2 separate regions of the Sus scrofa genome follow, and region 1 is linked to region 2. A link is a contact called in public HiChIP or PLAC-seq data. All regions are on one chromosome and are shown on one strand. The core of a region is the stretch at or near the end of the contact, and the rest is flanking DNA. Distances in the headings are between cores, read along the strand shown.

What was found. HiChIP or PLAC-seq counts read pairs in DNA pulled down with a chosen protein or histone mark.
Region 1: a contact with region 2 is called in an H3K27ac HiChIP or PLAC-seq map of alveolar macrophages. The contact joins two enhancer-like sites. A contact is called at or near these places in 1 of 47 Hi-C or Micro-C datasets (skeletal muscle) and 2 of 2 datasets of contacts at active chromatin or transcription factors (alveolar macrophages and skeletal muscle).

The regions. Positions count from the first base shown.
Region 1 is chr6:15,961,452-15,966,021 of Sscrofa11.1, forward strand. No RefSeq gene overlaps it. Among named protein-coding and RNA genes, the nearest start is that of ZFHX3, 22 kb to the left of the region's middle. Within about 2 kb of position 2,625, at least 47 of the 83 cell types and tissues checked have an H3K27ac peak or open chromatin away from gene starts, as enhancers often do. A contact at or near this core is called in alveolar macrophages, where this site is marked.
Region 2 is chr6:15,827,381-15,832,310 of Sscrofa11.1, forward strand. All of the region lies in intron 3 of ZFHX3 (zinc finger homeobox protein 3), which reads right to left. Among named protein-coding and RNA genes, the nearest start is that of ZFHX3, 110 kb to the right of the region's middle. Within about 2 kb of position 3,536, at least 13 of the 83 cell types and tissues checked have an H3K27ac peak or open chromatin away from gene starts, as enhancers often do. A contact at or near this core is called in alveolar macrophages, where this site is marked.

The sequences.
Region 1 (4,570 bases), core at 1,375-3,874, 130 kb after region 2:
TTGGGACATGGGTTCCAGGCTGGATTCAAAGCTAGGAGTCAGGCTACGGAAGGTCATGGAGGATGCTGTCAACAGGCCAGACAGAAAGGACCGTGAAACACAACAGCATGACCAAGCCCCCAGGGGGATGGCAACATATTAGTACCCCCAAAACAGTTGCCCAGGGTTCCCCCGAATCTGCAGGCCTGCCTTGGTCCTAAGAGGGAAAGTTCATACCCGGCCTTTTTTGTTTCTCTTTGTAAATTTTCTTACTGTGTCTGAAGCGCAGACAAATTTCTAACTTCTGTGAGTCAGCAGGCTAACAGGAAGGGATGATCAGATGACCAATTACTCATGAACAAATATGAGGAAATCCAGAAAACTGGGAAGAAGAGAGGGCAGCGACAGCCAAATGGCAGGCCTCTGGAGGGTCCCCTGGTCACTCTAAGGCTGGCCCAGGAGCTCAGTTTTGCAGGCCTTGGTGGGGCAGGAAGCTCTGGGTTGGGTGGGGTGAAATCGGGGAGGGTCTGTATAGCTGCAGGCCTGCAGCTCCCTCAGAACAAGAACACCTGCTCTGTGGATATGAGATTTGCCCTGGGAGGGTCTTCCCCAACCTCTGGCTACCAGCCACTGAAACACTGCTTCTAGGGGCTCTGCAGCCAGGGGACGTGGTAGGCAGAGCTGGTGAAAGCTGATGTCTCCTAGCTATGTTTAGCCGGGTTGACCTGGGCTGAAACTGCACAAGTGTGAGTGTGTGCAACTGGGCAGGGCCGGCCAGGCCCCTGCCGAGGGGCTGCTGAAAGCCTTGTTAAGGAAGTACTCCTGAGCAGGCAATCCAGTTACATAATGCTGCAAAAATAACCCTGGGCTGGGAGTCTTGTCCGAGTGACGTATTTTGTTAACGGAGAGGGGTATCAAATATCTATCTTTCAACCCAAGAGCTGAAAGTACACTTGTGACACGGAGGGGACCTCCCCTCCCCCCAAGGAAAGGGGGATGTTGAAGGCAGGCACAGATGAGGGAGAAGCAGCAAGGATGCACATTTTTCTCTCTCTTTTTCCAGGTGCAACTAAAGCCATCTGTTCACCTTAGCTATATTCTGCCGACTCCCAAGTTCGGGGACACCGTCACAGACACTCCAGTTCCCCTTGCAGTGCTCCCTGCTCTGCAAGCATCAGGGAAGGCTGAGGGAAAGGAATGAAATGAGAGCAAGGAGAAAGGAGGAGAAAAAGAGTGAGAGGACTTTGTTTTGTTTGTTGGTGGGCCACGGTGGGGACAAGTTATCTTCTTATTTCTATTCCCACTAGACTAGGCCTCCCGATACTGTGACCAACTGGTCCCACTTTGCCCAAGATGGTCCTATATTTAAAACTGACCCCAGGAATGCCCTCCATCCTAGAAAACTGATTGAGGAGAGCTGGTCACTCTCCTTCCCACAGGCTTTGGCCAAATTCCCACGAGGACAGAGAAAATTATGACCAAAATAAGGTAGTTCCTTTCAATTCAAAATTATTCAAAGAATGACCTCACTAAGCTATTCCATCAGAGATGCAAAGGTCCTGTTTCCAGGAATTTGTTTTTTTGTCTTTTCTGGGGCTGCACCCGAGGCGTATGGAGGTTCCCAGGCTAGCGGTCTAATTGGAGCTGTAGCCCACCAGCCTAGGCCACAGCCACAGCCACACCAGATCCGAGCCACGTCTGCGACCTACACCACAGCTCATGGCAACGCCGGATCCTGCACCCCCTGAGCAAGGCCAGGATCGAACCCGCAACCTCTTGGGGAATTCATCCAGGAATTTGAAAAAAAGAGCCATACACCTCTCCTCACCCCTGCCATGTTGGATTCTAGAGCTTTCCAGGTGGAAAATTTACCTGTCCCATCCACTCTGCTTTTCAGATAAAGTTTCCAGACATCTAAGATGCCCTGCCCTGTTTTGCTTGGGAGCTGTTTTACATCATTTTGGAAAAAAAAAAAAAAAAACCTAAAAAACAAAAAACTCTATTTGAAGTCACAGTAACTTGCTTTTTCTTTTTTTTTTTTCCACCTAATCTCTTCCATGGGGTCTCAATTCCTCCTGTGGCACCACAGTCACATACCGAGCTGTATCAAACGCCCTTAAAATAGTCACCTTGAGTCTGTTAGCATTTTCTTTTTCCTAATCTTGATAATCACAGCATCTGATCCTTCCGTTCTAAACTGCAGCCTTCCAATCCACCCTTAATCTAGACCTATCTGACCCTCTTCCAAAGGAGACAGACGAGGATCAGCATCACCCCGAGCTCCCCCGCCCCACAGCATCTGAGCTTGAATTTCCATTCATCCCAACCTCCATGCTTTTTTAAAAAATCAAAATGTCTCTGAACTCCTTGAGCTAATTTTAAAAGCAAGTAGCTTTCCCTCCCTGAGTCATATTCTTGGGGCTCGTAAAAATGTAGTTCCACTCGGAGACCACCTTGTCACAAACGTGCAAAAAAAAAAAACAAAACAAAAAAAACAACCCTCTGTTTCGGACGCCGCAGAGAGGAAAGGGTGAAACGGCAGCGCCTCCCGCCCTCCCCCCCCCCCCCCCAGCAGGCTCGGCCTTTATGGAGTCTATTTCCAGTCTGTTTACCTGGCAGGGACCACGTGACCAATCCAGAAGGAAATGCTGACATCATTGTCTCTCTCACATGTGCGGCCTCCCCCCCTCGTCCCTCCGTCCCTCCCAGCGCCGCGCCGCCGCCGCATTCCGGCATCCATCCCTCTCTCGCCACCGGCCTCCTCCCCCACCACTCGCGCCTTCTCCCACTTATTTCTCTGTCTTTCTCCTGGCACACTTTCCTTTGTTTTCTCTTTCCTTGCAGGCTCTCTCCTAGACCGTCCTGGACGGACACACACACACACGTGCGCGCGCGCGCACACACGCGCACACACACACACACACACTCCTCCATGCCCTTTTCCTTTCCTTCAATAAGCCTTTCTTCCTCTTTTATTCTTTCAGATCTGTGGCCATTGAGTCTTCACTCTGTTTTAAAAATACACTTCCTCTTTCTCTATAGGTTGGAGATTTCTTTAAAAAAAAAAAAAAAAGTCTGGAAGGCTTAGAAAACCTTCCAGATCCAGGGTGGGGGAAGGGCAGAGCAAGGCTGCGCGTCCAGCCCCTCAATTTCCTGCTCCAGTGGGCTTGGAGATGTAGGTGTTGGGGGGTTGGTCAAACAGGCCTTCTTTTTTTCTTTTCCACCTTCCCTCTTCCAGGTTCCCTCTGGCATTTCCACAGACCCCCTTCCCTCCCCGCAGCCAGACCCATATCCTGGCGGCCCTTGGCCTTGTGCAGGGTGGGGGGTGGGGAGCATGTGTCCCTCGGCTCCTCATTTTGCCCAGGGGGCGTAGGAGGCAGCTCAGCATCCTTCCAACCTGGGACCCTGGGAACTGGAAAGACACAGGAGGCAGGGAGGAAGGCATCCAGGCAGGTGCCTCCCACCCTGTTCAAAGGGTTGTTTACTCAAGGAACCTGTGTCAGGGCTCTGGGGTTGCTCCCAGAAAGCTTGCTTGGTGCACGTGGGCACAGAGCTGGAGCACACCATTTAGAGGAACTGTTTAATAAAGACACGGGGGCCTCCAACAGTTTATTTACCCTTACAGAAAGGTGGCCGTAGGGTGCCCCCTGGAAACTGCTTCAAAAGAAGAGCACAAGGGAGTGAGGCCAGAGGGTGAAACAACCAGGGCAGAATCATGGAATGGCTGGCCCGGCCAAGGGTCAGAACACACATGCTCATCTGCCCTTCTGCTCCCACCTCTCACCCCAGGCTGTTCTCTGCTGGGTTCGTACACCTTGTGGGTTGGGATGAGCCAGTGCAGCAGAAGGGGGAATGGGGAGGTCATGCAGAGGTGAGGCCATTCAGGAATCATTCTTTCAGACGTGAACTCATAATCCCCAACACGCATAAAGATGGAGCTCTACCAGGGGGATGTGCGTTCATGGGCATTTTTACCACTGGATTATATGGACAATCAGAAATACAACATCCTGTGGGAGAGGACCCTAGTAAAATTTAGAGAAGGGACTTTCAACACCAAAACAGTCCTTGTCTTCAATGTGCACATGTATTCCTATTTTTTTTTTTCTTTTTCTTTTGGCCATGCCTGAGGAATGCAGAATTTCCTGGGCCAGGGATCGAACCTGTGCCACAGCAGTGACAACATTGGGTCCTTCACCCACTGAGCCACCAGGCATCTCTACACGCCTGTTTCTGGAGGAACATTTCCAGTACTGTGTGTGTTAACATGGCCCTAGTGGCATTGCTGTGGCTGTGGTGCAGGCCGGCAGCTGCAGCTCTGATTTGACCCCTAGCCTGGGCACCTCCATATGCCGCAGGTGCAGCCCTAAAAAGCAAAAGCAAAAAAAAAAAAAAAAAAAAAAAAAAAGTCCTGGCAGCCAGTAAGGAGAAAATTCGGATATTATGAGGTTACCTTCTGGAGCCCTTGTCACAGATCAATGTACAATGCTGGCAGAAGGGTCTGGTTCAGTAGGTCCGGTTACAGATATGTCTCCTCAGGCATGTGAGGATCTAAACCCTCTTTGGACATGCTGGAAATCCAGAACTTTCT
Region 2 (4,930 bases), core at 2,286-4,785:
GTAGGCTGGGGCCGGAGGGTGTAACTACAACGCCAGCCTGAAAAAGCCAACAGGCTGGTGAATGCCAAGCCCGCACTATTAATTTGCATATGACATTAATTTTGCTGTCAGTGTGTTAATGTGTGATTAATTCTGTCATGGGTTAGAGCAAGGAGAATTAGTTAATTGTCAGAAAGCCTTCTCATTCACTCTCTCTTTCATCCCCCCGCCTCCCTCTGATGTCCCTCTTTTTTCTCTTCTTATTAAACTAACCTCCTGGGTTTTCTTCCTCAGGGCACTTCTTTCCTAAGGGGTGGTAATCCCAGCTCCTCCTACCCTTTAGATAAATGCATGTTCAGAAGTGAGAACGCAGAGTGGGATACCCAACCCCCCATCACCACCACTGGCAAGTCTGAACTCCGGCCAGGCAGTAATGGGGGTGGTTTGAGAAGGTCCTACAACAGGGACACACAGATCCCATTCATGTTTGTGGTCCACTGCCAAGGCCGGCGATACCTGCATGCATTGTACAATCCACTGTTTGTGTGCAATGCAAATAACCGGTGGGGCTGGAACCAGCTGGAATGTGCGGTTGACACAAAGCCATTGCTGTGCTATAGAAACGGGTCAGTCGCTGACCATTTCTCCTGGCTGCCCAGAGGCTGGCAGGCTCCTTCCTTGCGAGCAAGCCCTGGCCACCATGGATGCAGCGCCGAGTTCAGTGTGGTCATTCCAAGGCCACTGCCTTGGTAGTCATCAGTGACGCCACCCGCTAGCCAGCCAGCCACACTTGAAAAAGTCCAATGAAAAGAATCCCAAGGCCCCTAACTCTGTAAAGGCAAAGAGTTCTAGAAAATGTCACAGGGAGGTCTTTGTTGGTGCCACGGTAATGAACCCGACTAGTAAGTGCGAGGATGCGGTTTTGGTCCCCCGCCTGGCTCAGGGGGCTGAGGGTCTGGCATTGCTGTGGCGGTGGGGCAGCTCGGCAGCTGCACGCCAATGTGACCCTTAGCCTGGGAACCTCCACGTGCCCCAGGTGCGGCCCTAAAAAGACAAAAGCAAAAGAGAATGTCATGGGATATAAACATGTCTCGGGGCGGAGTAAGCAGCCCCCAACCACAGCGGCAACGTCAAGGACCCGACCCGCACTTCCAGGTTGTGCTGAAACACAGCCCACGGCTGGACCCTCTCACTCTATTCCTGTGTTTTTCCACTCCCTTATATGACACCTTGAGGTGCCTGGATTTCTGAAGAATGAAGATGGAGGAAGAACGAAGGGAGGAGCAAAAAGCAAATTCATCTGCGACTCCGCAGTCCCCCAGAATCCTGCTCACTTCTGGAGCCCGAGAACCCAGCTGTCACCGAGCGACCCGGTCCTCCCCAGACCAGTTTTCTACGGGGCGGGGAGGGGCCTGGCCACGCAGGAATCGTAGGTTTCACACCCTCCGGAAGACCTGAGGGAAACGAAAAGAGGCAAAGGCTCCTACTCCCCTCCCCCAACAAGCTACGAACACACGTCAGGTTATTGAAAACGGCCCTAAATTTACGTCGGAAAACATGTTTCCACCAGGTGACTGCGATACCGAGGAAAGAGGTAACCCCGACCTATGCACCTGTTGCAAACAACACTCCATGGCCTTTTGACAAAACACAGAGTTCATTTTAAATCCTGGACGTCACTGTTGTTGTTTTTCTGATTGGGGGGCAGGAGGACACATCAATTGGAACTTTTTTTGTACTTAGCCAAGAGTAATGTTCTTATGGGCCATGATGATTATACTGTCTGGTCATTGTATTTCTCATACACTCTCACAGCTAAACTCTAACTAGACGTGGGAGGGGGACCACATATAATTTCTTACGGTCTCCTACTAAACAGCGCCCCAAAGGAAGGCGACTTCTGTGTCTCTCTCACACTCCTCACTCTTGCCCTCTCTCTCACTTCATCCCACCCTCTTACTCACTTCCTTCCCCAAGTAAGAAAAGCCAGATAAATCCACAGAGGAGGCAAAAGATAGGCTCGCCACAGCAACTCTGCTTTCCAAACCACTTGTCCGTATTACAACTTTTAAAAAATGAATTGAAGGAGTTCCCATCCATCGTGGCTCAGTGGAAACGAATCCGACTAGGAACCATGAGGTTGCAGGTTTGATCCCTGGCCTTGCTCAGTGGGTTAAGGATCCCGCATTGCCATGAGCTGTGGTGTAGGTCGCAGACACGGCTAAGATCCTACGTTGCTGTGGCTCCGGTGCAGGCCGGCGGCTGCAGCTCCAATTCGACCCCTAGCCTGGGAACCTCCATATGCTGCGGGTGCGGCCCTAGAAAATACAGGAAAAAAAAAAAAAAGAATTGAGATCCAGAACCCATCGCAAACTATTTCAGGCACTGGCGGAAGTTACCGGAGCAATCCATGAGCTGCAAGTGTCTGTGATCAACAGGAATTTGGTCCCTTCTTCCTTTTCAGATTATGCGTAGCTCTAATTGCTTTAATATGGGCATTATTCACACATGAAACTGGAATTACTCAGCACGTGGGAAATAGGTCCCGACCACCCATGGCCATTAAAGATCCCATGACATTTTTGTAAGTCAGCCAAACTGCAACACGAACAGCAGGCCCAGCGGTTGTTGGGTTCAGAGGAGGAGCGATTTCACGCCCCGGCTGCACCAAGCAGAAACCAGGCTTCCTACCTCGTCCATCCCTAGGGTCTACCGATGATGTCCTCCCCGCCCGCCTCCTCCGGGCACAGCACATCCAACCTCGAAATGGCTAATGCCAACTTTGCTGAGCACTGACCTTCTACACCCAGAGCACCGCCAAGACGTCGGACCCATCGGGGTTTTTAAAGGAAGGTCTCAAATTAAGGAGAGATCAGAAGCTAGAAAATAGGGTGTGTAGCACAGTGGACTGGAGCAGAGTCCTAAGCACAGGGGTTCTGGATTGTTCTCACTGGAAAATTGCCTCTTAAAATCTATCTCAACAGGTCCTCCCTTAGTTTCACTTTTAGAACCTGAACATCCAGAATCTTCGATTCCTCTTTCCTTTCTACATCTTAATAATCCTTACACCATACCTTTTTTTTTTCTCCCCAACTTCTCAATCCCCATCAATCATTTCTTTAAGAAGCCTTCTGGAATCATTTCCCCACCGGAGCAGTGGCTCCCTTCCCAGGGCAACACCTGCTCCAGGTAATGGTCCCTTGCCCTCCCGTTTGTTCTGTTACCTAGAACAAGTCAGTTCTCCAGGCACTGGTGATGCAGGAGGTGACATGCTTCATGGAATTTGGAACAAAGCTGCATGGGGACTTTGGGCAAACGCTCAGCCATCAATACATCCAAGGAAAATACTCTGTGACTTGATCCTAAAGGCTGTGGTGGCCTTCCTGCTGCCCAGAAGGCGAGCAGCATGGCACTGGGGCTCCCGGCAGGGCCCCCCGCACCGCTGGGGTGGTTGTGCAAGGCTTTCCACACCAGGCACGCTTCCAGCACTGTGTGCTCAGCAGCACGCTCTCCCCCACCAAAAACCCTGGGGCCTCCGGCGTGTACACTAACCACAAGCCTTTCAGTGGCTCATGTATTTACAAACTGAGGCATGTCGAAATCAAAGGGGATACCACATGACATAATTCGCATTAAAATGTCAACAGGCTGACAATTTATAGAGTCAATCCATGGAAGGTGGGGAGGACTAAGTCTTAGTAATTGTTTAATTCCTGCTGAAACCCACGGCCGCTGTGCCTTCGGGAAGCCGGGATGTGCTGGGGGCCTCCAGCTGCGCGCCGCCCCAAGTGGCTGGCACGATGCCAAAGCCAGGGGACAGGTTTAACCATTCAGGGAACCCCAGAGAGAGAGAGAGAGGAGGAAAGGAAAGGGCTTTGGTGAAACATGGCAGAAGTGGGCATGGGGGCACGAGAGCCTGTCCTGGCACAGAGGGGCTCAGGGTGGTTCTGAACAGGGCAAGGTCCCCTTTGCTGGGCCCCTGGCACTCCTTCTACTTCCCACGTGTCCGGAAGCTGGCGATTTGAATATACGCAAAAGGCCCACCAGCCCTGGCTTCTGGCCCGGAGGCAGCAGCCTGCTCACTGAGGATCTCCAAGAAGGGGCAGGGGTGGGGACGGGGGTGGGGGTGTGCCTGCACCTCCATCAGGCCGGCCTCCTACCTCCGGGGCCCACATCCCCAAGGAGCGACAGCAGCGTCATGACCCAAACCAGACTCCTGCTCAAAGAAAATCACCCCTGGAAGTTTCTTCCACCTCTTCTGCTGCCCTTACCACAGTGCTGTTCTGACCTGAAATACAAACTCTGAGGGTCTGACTCAGACTCTCCATAGTCCCCGCACACAGGTATGTTCCCCCTGGACTCCTGAGGACGGTTTTACATGCGTTACTTCAAAGGAACAGACTGTCACTTGGGGAGGGGCCCACCTAGGGGTGTGAGGCCGGTGGATGGAACTTGAGAGTTTAGCAAAGCTTTTCAGAGGGGGGAAGAGGGGTGCCGGTCAACACTCCTGACGGCACCCCAAGACCTGAGCCATGTTACGACTTGTGATCATGACAAGTGCCAGACAACACCAAGGAGGGAGAAGGGGTATGAAGACGACTAGCTGGCGAAGCTGACAGGGAGTCGTCATTATCTGCATTCGCCACAAACAACCGGGCTCCGGAAAGGTGGCTTTGCTCTGCGGGACCCGTCCCCCGGGGACGCCTGGGGCCACGTGAGCTGTGGCGGGGCTCTCGGCACCAGCTCACTCTCTGTGTATCAACAGTGACACCTCGTTCTCTCTTCTACCTCATTAACTGAAACACATTAAAACAAGTGTGCACTGGGAGCAGAAAATGAGACTGTTAAACCAAGCTGATATAATCCTCATCAGCTGTGGGAAATGAGACGGCATCAATTATGCTGAATCAACCACAGTCACGGAGAGGCGCTGGGCTCCGAGACCCCCAAC